3 separate regions of the Zea mays genome follow, and regions 2 and 3 are each linked to region 1. A link is a contact called in public Hi-C data. All regions are on one chromosome and are shown on one strand. The core of a region is the stretch at or near the end of the contact, and the rest is flanking DNA. Distances in the headings are between cores, read along the strand shown. Region 1 holds the start of LOC100275637. Region 2 holds the start of LOC100283783 (SNF1-related protein kinase regulatory subunit beta-2). Region 3 holds the start of LOC100278138.

Region 1 (3,421 bases), core at 306-2,805:
CCACCTCAACGGAGAGTAGGTTTTCAAGAAACGAACCTCAGTAAAATAAATCACCGTGTCATCCGCTTTATTTCTTGGTTGATTTGTTTTCCCCCTCTCTCACGGACTCATATTTTTTTCTAACGCTAACCTCGGCTTGTAGTTTGTCTTTTAAGTTATAAATTTCAGATTCCGCCTATTCACCCCCACTCTAGGTGACTTTCAACAATCATAACCATTGAGATCAATGGGTTGTCATATCCCGCCATGATAAGAATGGCCATATGTGTGCGCCGCTCTGGTGTCTTAAGTCCCGGACCGAACGACACACTTCAGTGAATACCAAACAACATGATATAATATCTATAAAATGATATTAAAAGACGCAACAGTTTCTAGGCTATACCGATATGTGAGGTGTCACAAGGTCTAGGCCCACCAGAAGGGCAGTCCGGTAGTGGATCTAGGGGCCCTTATCAGCACCTAGGGGAAGGCATACCCTCGAGGCCATGACCGTTGTCAGGACTTGCATAAGGATCCTCTTGAGAAGATCTACAGACCATAAAAAGAATACCAAATTGGACCTAGCGATCCCATATGCCTCGGGAACACTCCAAGGCCCCTCACATCTAGGGACGTCTAAAAGGCAACCCTTAGGACCACTCACATCGTGGAGGGCTCCTCACGACCCAAGGAATCTAACAGGTAGACCTCTGTGGCCCCCTCTGGCCTTGAGATCTGAGACGGAAAAAATTTCGCGCCCATGCCCTAGGGCATATGACAAACACAACCATCAAGGGCCCTCGCCTCCGAGGGCACCTAGTATATAATCATCGGGCCCTCACCCCCGGAACACAATTCTAAACTCTAATTCAGTGACATCCAAACAATAGAATTGAAATTACATCTCATTTCAATGACATGCCTGATTTGGTATTCAACTCAATTCAATTCCATCCACTCCAATATTGGCATCTAAATGGAGCATTAGGGACATTTGATACCTTAGTGTCATTGCCATGACATCATCGTATCCTTCCTAAAGGCGTAGATTTAGAGATACTGCATTGCTCTTATTTATGTTGAGGACAAGTCTGCCATCGCTAGTCTCTAAGCAGATGAAGGGGTCGAAGGTTGTTGCAAAGAAAGGACGAATCAAGTTTGAAGAAGGGCCGGGGTAGGCGAAGTTTTAAAACTTATTAGGCGTTATTTGGTTGAAAAGGCTGCTTAAAGTTATGGGGTGTGAATTATAGGCTGTGTGAAAGCTAAAAGGCATCGCAGATAAAAACAGATGTAAAGGTGATTCGAGAAAATTAGCTAAAAAGCAAATTTCAGATGTGACTTTGAATTGAACTCAGCACCTTTCGTTTGCTTTTGAAGTGATCCGCTGGAAGTTTGGGCCCGTTGCGTTTGCCCAGGGCCCAGGACCACGTTGACCGTGCAATGGATGCGGGAGAACGAGTGCCAGCAGCAGGTGGATTCGCGTGGGGCCATGGCGTCAGAGAGCGTTAGGCTTACTTCCACTCCACTCGCTGTCGCTGGGTTTATTATCCACGAAAGGAGAAGGAGCGGTGGAGAAGAGGAGAAGGTACCGCAGCCGCACAGGCACAGCTCCTGCGGCATGGCGCAGTGGAGCAGCGTGGCCGCGAGCCTGGACCGGTGGATTGGGCTTGGGCTTGGGCCATGCCGCTGCGGCTCACCGCCGGCACCGTCCCGGGCGGCGATGCCACGGCGCGGGCGTGCGAGGAGGAACGGCGGCAAGGTCGTCGGATGCGCGTCCGTCCCGCGGGAGCAGGCCGAGCTGCCGCCGCTTGCCGTCGACGGCACCGAGGTCAGTCATCGGTCTCAGCACCGTATTACGTACCTCAGAAAGCAAGGCCGGGCGCGGCAAAGCTGATGCTGCCGCATGCGTCTCTTGCCTTGCCGTGAATCGATTTGTCCCAAGGAAGAAGGCGTAGGCGGGTGCGGAGCGTGCGGCGGCGCGGGGTGGGTGCTCTGCGACTTCTGCCAGGGCAAGAAGAACAACGTCAAGTCGGAGACCGGCAGCCGGGTGTACCGCCGCTGCCCCACCTGCAAGGCTGTCAGTAACAAAGACTATTTCTTCGCCTCCACTCCATCTCTTCTTCTGAATTCTGATGGTGTTACATGTGTACATGCATGCATGCAGGCGGGCTTCATCCTGTGCCCAAGATGCAGGGTGTACAAGTGCGTCACCTTCCCAGAGAGCACTGAATCGTGAGCGTGTCATGGTGGTCGCACGTGTTTGTTCCAAATCCATGTATGAGTCTGCAGAAGAGATCTGTGTGAATTACTACTATTATCTTCTGAAGATATTTAAAGGAGAATTATTATATTCTGACCGTGTTTACAGTAGAACACCTGTCTGTGCACGTATACAGTTTTAATTTCACACGCAGAGATGCTCGCTCTTCCTTCAGACATGCTTGGTGCCTGTTTGTTTCGGCTTCTAGCAGCTTCTGGCCACCAAAAGCTGCTGCGGACTGACAAACGCTCAGCTTTTCAGTCAGCTTCTATACAATTCATTAGGGCAAAAACCATCCAAAATCAACATAAACACGTAATCGGTTGAGTCGTTGTAATAGTAGGAATCCGTCACTTTCTAGATCCTGAGCCCTATAAACAACTTTATCTTCCTCCACACGTAATCGTAATGATACTCAGATTCTCCCCACAGCCAGATTTTCAGAAAAGCTCGTCAGATTTCCGTCAACGCGTTTCGATCGCCTGACAGAAAAAGAAAATGGACGATGCTTGAATGGGCCTACTCAGCTACACTGGTACGGCATCGGGACTGGATCCCTTTTGTGGTGCTTCGAGATGGGCTTCGAGATGGGCCGGCCTGTTCTAGTTCGCGTCGTCGTCCGGCTCGGTGTGTGTGTGTAATTTTTACCGCGCGCAGAACATCAGCTACGGCGATGGGTAAGTGGGTAACGAGCAGTACTGCAGTACCGACCGAGGTACGGGAAGTACCTAAAAAACACAGTATGTACTGAAGAAAGCGGGAACATAAACGGATGGCGTTGCATCTGGACACGTCGGGCACCACCACGTACAAGAGTTTAAAGAGATAATCTATAATTCTTTCTCTTGTAGCTAATAGATTGATGGAGATAAAAAGGTGAGGACGAATATAAACTCAAGTATCAACGGAGTGCTACGACTCTTTCTTTTCTCACTTCAGTTCCGGCGAGAGTTCAATTCTAATGATCTATTTTGGAAGAAGCCATAGTAGGTTCTGGTTCTCACGGTATGGAGCCTTGAGAGTGGTGTTTGGTTCGCCAACATGTAACGCAAATTGATTTAATGGATACCAATATTTTTGTTTGGTTGAGCTCTTTCTAGTACGTAGTTGCTGGGTATCGTAATTATGGGTACCTAGATCACGCCTCTAATCACGCTTAATCTAGGGCAACCGTCAGAC
Region 2 (3,421 bases), core at 606-3,105, 240 kb before region 1:
TGTAGGACTGTGAATAACACCGATGTTTCACATATCCCTAATAACCATCACCCTTATGCAGTTTGATTCTGATGCAATTAGTTCATGGATGGATATGTTTTTGCGTTGTCCATCTCTAGAATGAGTTAAAACATATTTCTTGCTCATGGGAGTACTGCAACTGTAGGCCATTATCTGGATATCTGCAGTATTATCTCAGGCAATACTACTTTGTTTGTAGGAACCACCGCCAGCGACCATGTCCCACTCGTTGAGCCTTGGCGCACAGCAATCATCGGTAGAAAAAAAAAACTAAAGCACAGGTCCACCCATGGCCAAGTAGAAAGGTATATGAAAGCACGGTCAGCATTACAATTTTGTCTCTGCGCTAATTGTTTAGTGATACTGCTTGCAAGATTCAGGATGCTAATAGAAACAAACAATGGAAGATAATTTGTAGCTAAATTACCGAACAAACTAAGAGCCACCTGGCTAATTTGCGGAGGTAGTCTTATTTTGCATAATATTTGTAATCCACTCCACCAAGATTGCATGGTATATTCATACCATTTACCGCCGGGTGGGGGGGGGGGGGGGGGGGGCAAGTAATAAGATGAATTATGAACCGAGTAGAACTGAAATTACATAAAAAGCAGCAAGCTTTGTGATGAAGATAAAACTATGAATACATATTGACTTCGATATGTCAGAATCCAGATTTGATAAAATTCTAGGCAAAATTAAATTCAGATCTTTTGCTGTTCCCATACAGATCAAACGCAATTGAATGGCATTTCACCAGCAATCATTTTTGAACTTAGGACATTACTAAATGGGATGATCATACGGCTAAAAGATTTGAAGCAACAATAAGAATCCAAATGGTATTCCAATAGATCAATTTTAGCCTAAAGTACTTGGGAAAAGGTCACGGTCATATACTAGGAAAATATTTCAGGCAAGGTATCACAGTCCAGTATATGGCAGTCCCTCTCCACTTACATTGCAGTTGAGTACATGAATTATCCTTTGTAAGGGCCTGCTTGGCAATTGTTGAGTTTGTGGTCCAAATTCTGCATATAGAGGCCTTGTTGGCATCGCTACGCTCCGACCCAGCCCTACACGGCAGGGGGTGCGGGGGGCGGAGACCCCCGCGGTATATATTAGTGACCCTAATTAGGGTTTGCTGCGCGTCGTCATTATCCTCTTGTAAGCCACCGTCTACGGATGGCGTTCTGTAAACACTCCACGTGTAGTGAAGGTTTCGCCTGGCTAGAGCCCGTGGTTTTTCCCTTCGCATCAAAGGGTTTTCCACGTAAATCTATGTGTCGTGCTCTGTGATTTGTTGGTTGATCTACTTCATTTTTCCTTCTTCTAACAGCAATTTAGGAAAATTATCTTCGTATGAATATTAGTGACTAGGAAATTATGTGCACATAGGTCTAGGATCTGGATGATTGTTTGGCAAACATGATAAGTATCACAAAACCAGCCACATACTTCCCCATGTGCCACCGCAGGGTATGGGCTGCTCCTTGCTGGAGCTTCACCGCAGGGGCGGATCCAGTAAAGGAACATCGGTGTACACATGTGCACCCAGTAATTTTTGCAAAAACATCGAAGTTCGGAAGCTTGTAAAATAGCTAAATAGCTTTAGATTAGGGTTTCAGTGTTCAGCTTCGCGCAGCATGAAGAGAAGGGAGGAGGACGGGTGGGAGTACCTGCTGGGTGCTCCTCGCTGGCGAAGAGACCAACAAGAGCCTCAGCACCTGGCTTATTGCGGCGTCGGCGGCGGCGGCCCACCGGTCGTCTGAGAGCGAGGGGGACGAGAGAGAGAGAGACAGAGAGAGAGAGAGACAACGCACGAGGAGCCGACGATGGATGCCGCGGAAGGGGGATGCGGGTTATGCATCGACGGCGTCAGAAAGAGCGCGCCAGGCCGCCCACAGGCCACGGGCCTTCCTCTAGCCTTTTTTCATAATTCACTAGGTATATGCCCGTGCGTTGCTACGGAATCAATACGATAAAATCCTTCACCCAATGCACATGAGACAATATTGAGATGTACCAAAAATTGTAATGTTAATACCTTAAAACCACTAATTCAGATGCCCTTTAAGCTGCAAGTGATTGGGTGAAGGGCATATGCCCGTGCGTTGCAACGGGGACACTTATACACGGATATGACATTGTTTAGTGATGTTATCAAAAAACAACTCAACAATCATAACAAGTGAGTTGATCTAGGTAATGAGTGACAAAAATCAGCCATGCACCAAATATTAAAGGATCTAACTATGTAGTAATGAAGATAAGATCCAGCGATTAAACCATCATAGTTGAGATAGAAAGCACCAACCTCACTTGTTATTTGGTGCATGGCTGATTTTGCTCTAAACAAGCATGGCCTCTCTTGTCACTCCTAATCATGTTACTGGCAGCAGAGATTAAGCAGTCCGGGAACACCGTCAGTTTGATGTCTATATATAAACCATACAGACAATAGACAAACTGATTCGCACGGTTTCATGCTAAAAAATCCTCGATAATCTATACAGATGTTTCATTTCGGTTGTGGTTTTTCTGCTACACATTCAGAATCGCAACTCACCGGTCACCGCTGTTACAGCATCCACCCAACACATCTATGCACGCTATCATCCTAATAACTACTTAAGCAATTACACAACAGGCTCACAGTTGCAGCCCCAGGTTGAGGCGCGACGGATCAAAGGCGACCCGACCCCCCCCGGCACACACACAACATTATCAATCAGCCGTATGTGTCTGCATCTGATTCACCACCAGTTGAGCCACATGTGGGAACATCATTGGTCCTGAAAAAAGACAGACACACAAAGGTCATGAACTTTGAACTAAAATGGTCATGAGAAATGGAACATTAACCGTACAAGTGTAGTTAAGAGTCTGGTTTGGCACCTGGAACATCATTGAAACCATTCGTAGTTTGCTGCATGCCTGGGTGTCAGTGAAGATTATTGGGGCTGCCCTTCATCTCAAGGGTACGTTCAGCTCGATTTATCGAAATTTGTGGTAGTGATCCACATTGCTGGCTTGCTAATGCTTCGGAACTCATCCTCTGCGTTGTGCTGGTAGAAGCATATGGCGTAGCATCTGGCTGAGATCCCACCAAATGGCTTCCGTCGTTGCCAGCACAGGCCTCAATGGCAGGAGGGCTGCTCATAGATGGCTGCTCACCTGAAGCTGTTGTACAGTCTTGCGGTGTCGTTGTTTCACGGCTCCAGGCCTACAATATCTTGTTTCCCATTTGGCGACAGAAAACTTTCCAAGCATCTGTTGATACCACGTCTTCTATGTAACCCCCACGGTCGGTGAGGTCTGAAAGAAATACCCTTGGAGGAGTCATGGATCCAGAGGTGGTCAACATGGATGTCTAAGATTCCGCCAGACATCTCACTCC
Region 3 (3,421 bases), core at 426-2,925, 180 kb before region 1:
AGCTTTTCAAAGTTAAAATTGTTGAAGAACTATTTAAGGTCAACGATGTCTCAAGATCGTCTCAACGAATTAGCTACTTTATGTATTGAGAAAAATTATTAGACGAGGTTGATAATAACACTATTATCAATGACTTTGCATCAAGAAATGTTAGAATTTTTTTGAAGTAATATGTACAAAGATTTGAAGTTATTTTGATATATTATAGACTTTTATCTTTCAAAATTTTGCTTATGTACTTAGAAGAAAGTAAAAAATATATATACAGTTTTAAAGGGCCCCAATTTTTTGTTTTGCCCCGGGTCCATAAAACCTCAGGACCGGCCCTGCATCACCTCAATCAGCAATCCAAGGCACCAGACAATTCCATCTCTTATTTGAATCTGTGAATCCCTTCTTCGATTTGATTACGTCCGGTCTGCTTTGGCCCAGTAGTTCCGTATTACATCTTACTATATCATGCTTTACTATCTGTGTTTGTGTGTTGTGTATCCGACTGATGTAAATTGGTTGTTTATTATTGAGAATGATCATTTGGATTGCACGAACAGTTATCTGTTTATTTCTTGTTGTTCTATTTTTTGTTTGTATGCATGTTTTATTTGGTTCCCCTCTGCAAACCTTCCAATTTGGCTTCCATAGAAATAATTTGGTTTGTTTTTTTCTATCTGATATGAGAATTGAGTGTTCCATAGCCTATAAACACTCGATTCTGTTATCTATCCAGTTTCGAGTGTTTTAAAGCCATCTGACAGACGGGTGTAAGATGCTTTTGAAACACTCGAGTTGAGAGTAGAGAAAGTAAAAAAATCCCTATAGACCCCCACCAGACAAGCTGCCGGATGCGCAGTGCTCGAGTCTCCCAAGTGGGACACCCACACCACCGCTTCACACTGATTGGGGATGGTTATGAGTTCCAACCGCACCATCACGCCCCCCATTGCAATGCATATCCAACCCCGACATCACAGACACAGAGGGAAAGAGGAGGGAGAGAAACCTGACGGATCGTGGCCGGTGTCCTCCTTGATGGCCTCGCCATGGTCGGCTAAGCATGGTGCCAGATCTATGGAGCCGATGAGCACCACCTCGAAGAGGCGCAGAAGGTGACCACCGTGGGCGCCGTGCCCGTCGGCATCCTAGGCGAGGATTCACAAGCTGTCGTGAAATTCTCATCGCCCCTTCCTTCCTTCCTTCCAGCTCCTCGCCAAATCGCCGAGACGCCGACTACCTCGCGCTCCCATAGATTTGGTAGAATATGTGTCGGTGGCCTCGGACGTGCAGTGGTAGAGGCTTCTGCGGTGGCGGCGACGGAGGAGAAGGGGGAGCGAGCAGTGTCCGCCGGCGCGGTGTCTGTGTGCTGGGGCTCGGGTTCCGAGGAACCCTAGCCGCCGCGCGATGGCGTCTTACAGGCCGTACGCACCGCCGCCTCCGCAGGGCGGCTACCCGCCGCAGATGAATCCGTACACGCCGCCGCCACCGCAGGCGCCCTAAACAGGATGCCGGCGCCGCCCTACCACGCTGGGCCCCCGCCCCCGCCGCCACCCGGTCCGCCGCCACCTCACCAACCGCAGTTAAATTTCGGTCCCGGGCCTCCGCAACAGCATCTGCGACGGCTTCGGGGCGCAATGGCTTCGGGGCTGGTGGGCAGGATGGAGGAGTGGGACTGTTGTGTGGGATCGGACGGTTTAGATCAGAGAAGGATAGAACAGACGGTTGAGATTGTCTAACGGCAGAACGCAAGGAGGCAGGCTACCCTTGTGTTCTTAATAAGTAGTATAGATATGAGAATCAAACCAGAGCTTGATTGATCTTAGTAGTTATATCTAGATGACATTCAAGCAAGGTTCACAATATTGAAGAAATGATTCTCAATGGATGCTCAATAGGATGTGACTCATGAATGGCTTGATAGGGTGAAGATAGCAAGGAAAGGGCTTCGAGGAACTAAGCGAAGGTGAAGGCCAAGCGACGGCTTGTAGACCGAGGAACTAACCCTATTTCCCTTTCAATCTCTCCTTTTTGGTGATTGATGCCAACACAAACCAAAGCAGATATGGTGTGCAGAGATGTAACTAGTTTGCAATTGAGATAGATGTGCAATGGTTACTTGGAATGAAACCAATGAAAGATTTTAAACATATTAATAAGAGTGAATGGTTTGCCTTTCTTTTATTTAATATTTTGGACCACATTTTCACCACATGTTTGTTTTTGCAATTCTTTTGGAAAATCTTTTCAAAATCTTTTGCAAATAATGAAAGGTATAGGAATAAGATTGCAAAAAGCATTTCTAAGATTTGAAATTCCTCCCCCTGTTTCAAATGCTTTTCCTTTGACTATATAAAAGCTCCCCTGAATAAATTCTCCTCTTAGCTTTCAAGAGGGTTTTTGAGATAAATACCAATTTGAAATTTTATTTTCACATATCAATTGAAAATTAGATACTAATTGAAAAATACAACAATTGAAAATTTTGTTTTGAAATTTTTTGAAATGGTGGTGCGGTCCTTTTGCTTTGGGCTTAATATTTTCTCCCCCTTTGGCATTAAGCATCAAAAACGGAGAACTTGAGAGCCCTATGCATTTTTCTCCCCTTTTGGGGCCTAATATTTTATCCCAAATGGTAAAATTAATACGAGTGCAGATTCATACCAATGAGAGTTGTAGGAGTAATGACAAAGGGTTAATGATATCGTCAGAGTTGGAGTGGAAGCCTTGTCTTTGTCGAATACTCCTTTTCCCTTTCAATCTACGACTAAGTATAGAGATACACTTGAAAGCACATTAGTCGTAGTCTTGGCACAAGAAGAATAAGAAATATGCATTTGTACCAAATGAAAGAGACATGATCAAAGGTATATGCATGAGCTATGTGTGCAATGCTTCAATCAAAGTTTCGAGAATCAAGTATATTTAGCTCATTCCTAAGTTTGCTAGAGGTTTTCTCATCTAGTGGCTTGGTAAATATATCGGCTATTGGTTGTGGGTGCTCACATAAGCTATTTCGATATCCCCCTTTTGTTGATGATCTCGCAAAAAGTGATACCGGATGTCTATGTGCTTAGTGCGGCTGTGTTCAACAGGATTATCCGCCATGCGGATTGCACTCTCATTATCACATAGGAGAGGGACTTTGCTCAATTTGTAGCCATAGTCCCTAAGTGTTTGCCTCATCCAAAGTAATTGCGCACAACAATGGCCTGCGGCAATGTACTAGGTTTCGACGGTGGAAGGAGCTACAGAATTTTGTTTCTTTGAAGCCCATGACACCAGGGATCTTCCCAGAAACTGATAAGTCCCTGATGTGCTCTTTCTATCTATTTTACATCCGGTATAATTGGCATCAGAATACCCAATTCGATCAAAGGTAGATCCTTTGGGGTACCAAAACCCAAACTTAGGAGTGTAAACTAAATAT

What was found. A called contact is a pair of places that touch in the nucleus more often than the background predicts.
Region 2: a contact with region 1 is called in a Hi-C map of ear, with 3 times the contacts expected there. The contact joins the promoter of LOC100283783 here to the promoter of LOC100275637 in region 1. A contact is called at or near these places in 2 of 25 Hi-C or Micro-C datasets (ear and leaf).
Region 3: a Hi-C map of ear shows a contact between it and region 1, with 2.5 times the contacts expected there. The contact joins the promoter of LOC100278138 here to the promoter of LOC100275637 in region 1. A contact is called at or near these places in 3 of 25 Hi-C or Micro-C datasets (ear, leaf and tassel).

Annotation. Positions count from the first base shown.
Region 1 is chr1:194,421,487-194,424,907 of Zm-B73-REFERENCE-NAM-5.0, reverse strand. It overlaps LOC100275637, which reads left to right and starts at 1,555. Exons shown (of 3, transcript NM_001374080.1): 1 at 1,555-1,810; 2 at 1,925-2,059; 3 at 2,147-2,352. The coding sequence starts at 1,601. The coding sequence ends at 2,218.
Region 2 is chr1:194,660,078-194,663,498 of Zm-B73-REFERENCE-NAM-5.0, reverse strand. It overlaps LOC100283783 (SNF1-related protein kinase regulatory subunit beta-2), which reads right to left and starts at 1,855. Exons shown (of 3, transcript NM_001369885.1): 1 at 1,701-1,855. LOC103642362 (a long non-coding RNA gene) reads right to left here. Exons shown (of 6, transcript XR_002266304.3): 5 at 2,920-3,421; 6 at 2,393-2,816.
Region 3 is chr1:194,599,554-194,602,974 of Zm-B73-REFERENCE-NAM-5.0, reverse strand. LOC100278138 reads right to left here and starts at 1,675. Exons shown (of 13, transcript XR_004855425.1): 1 at 1,001-1,675.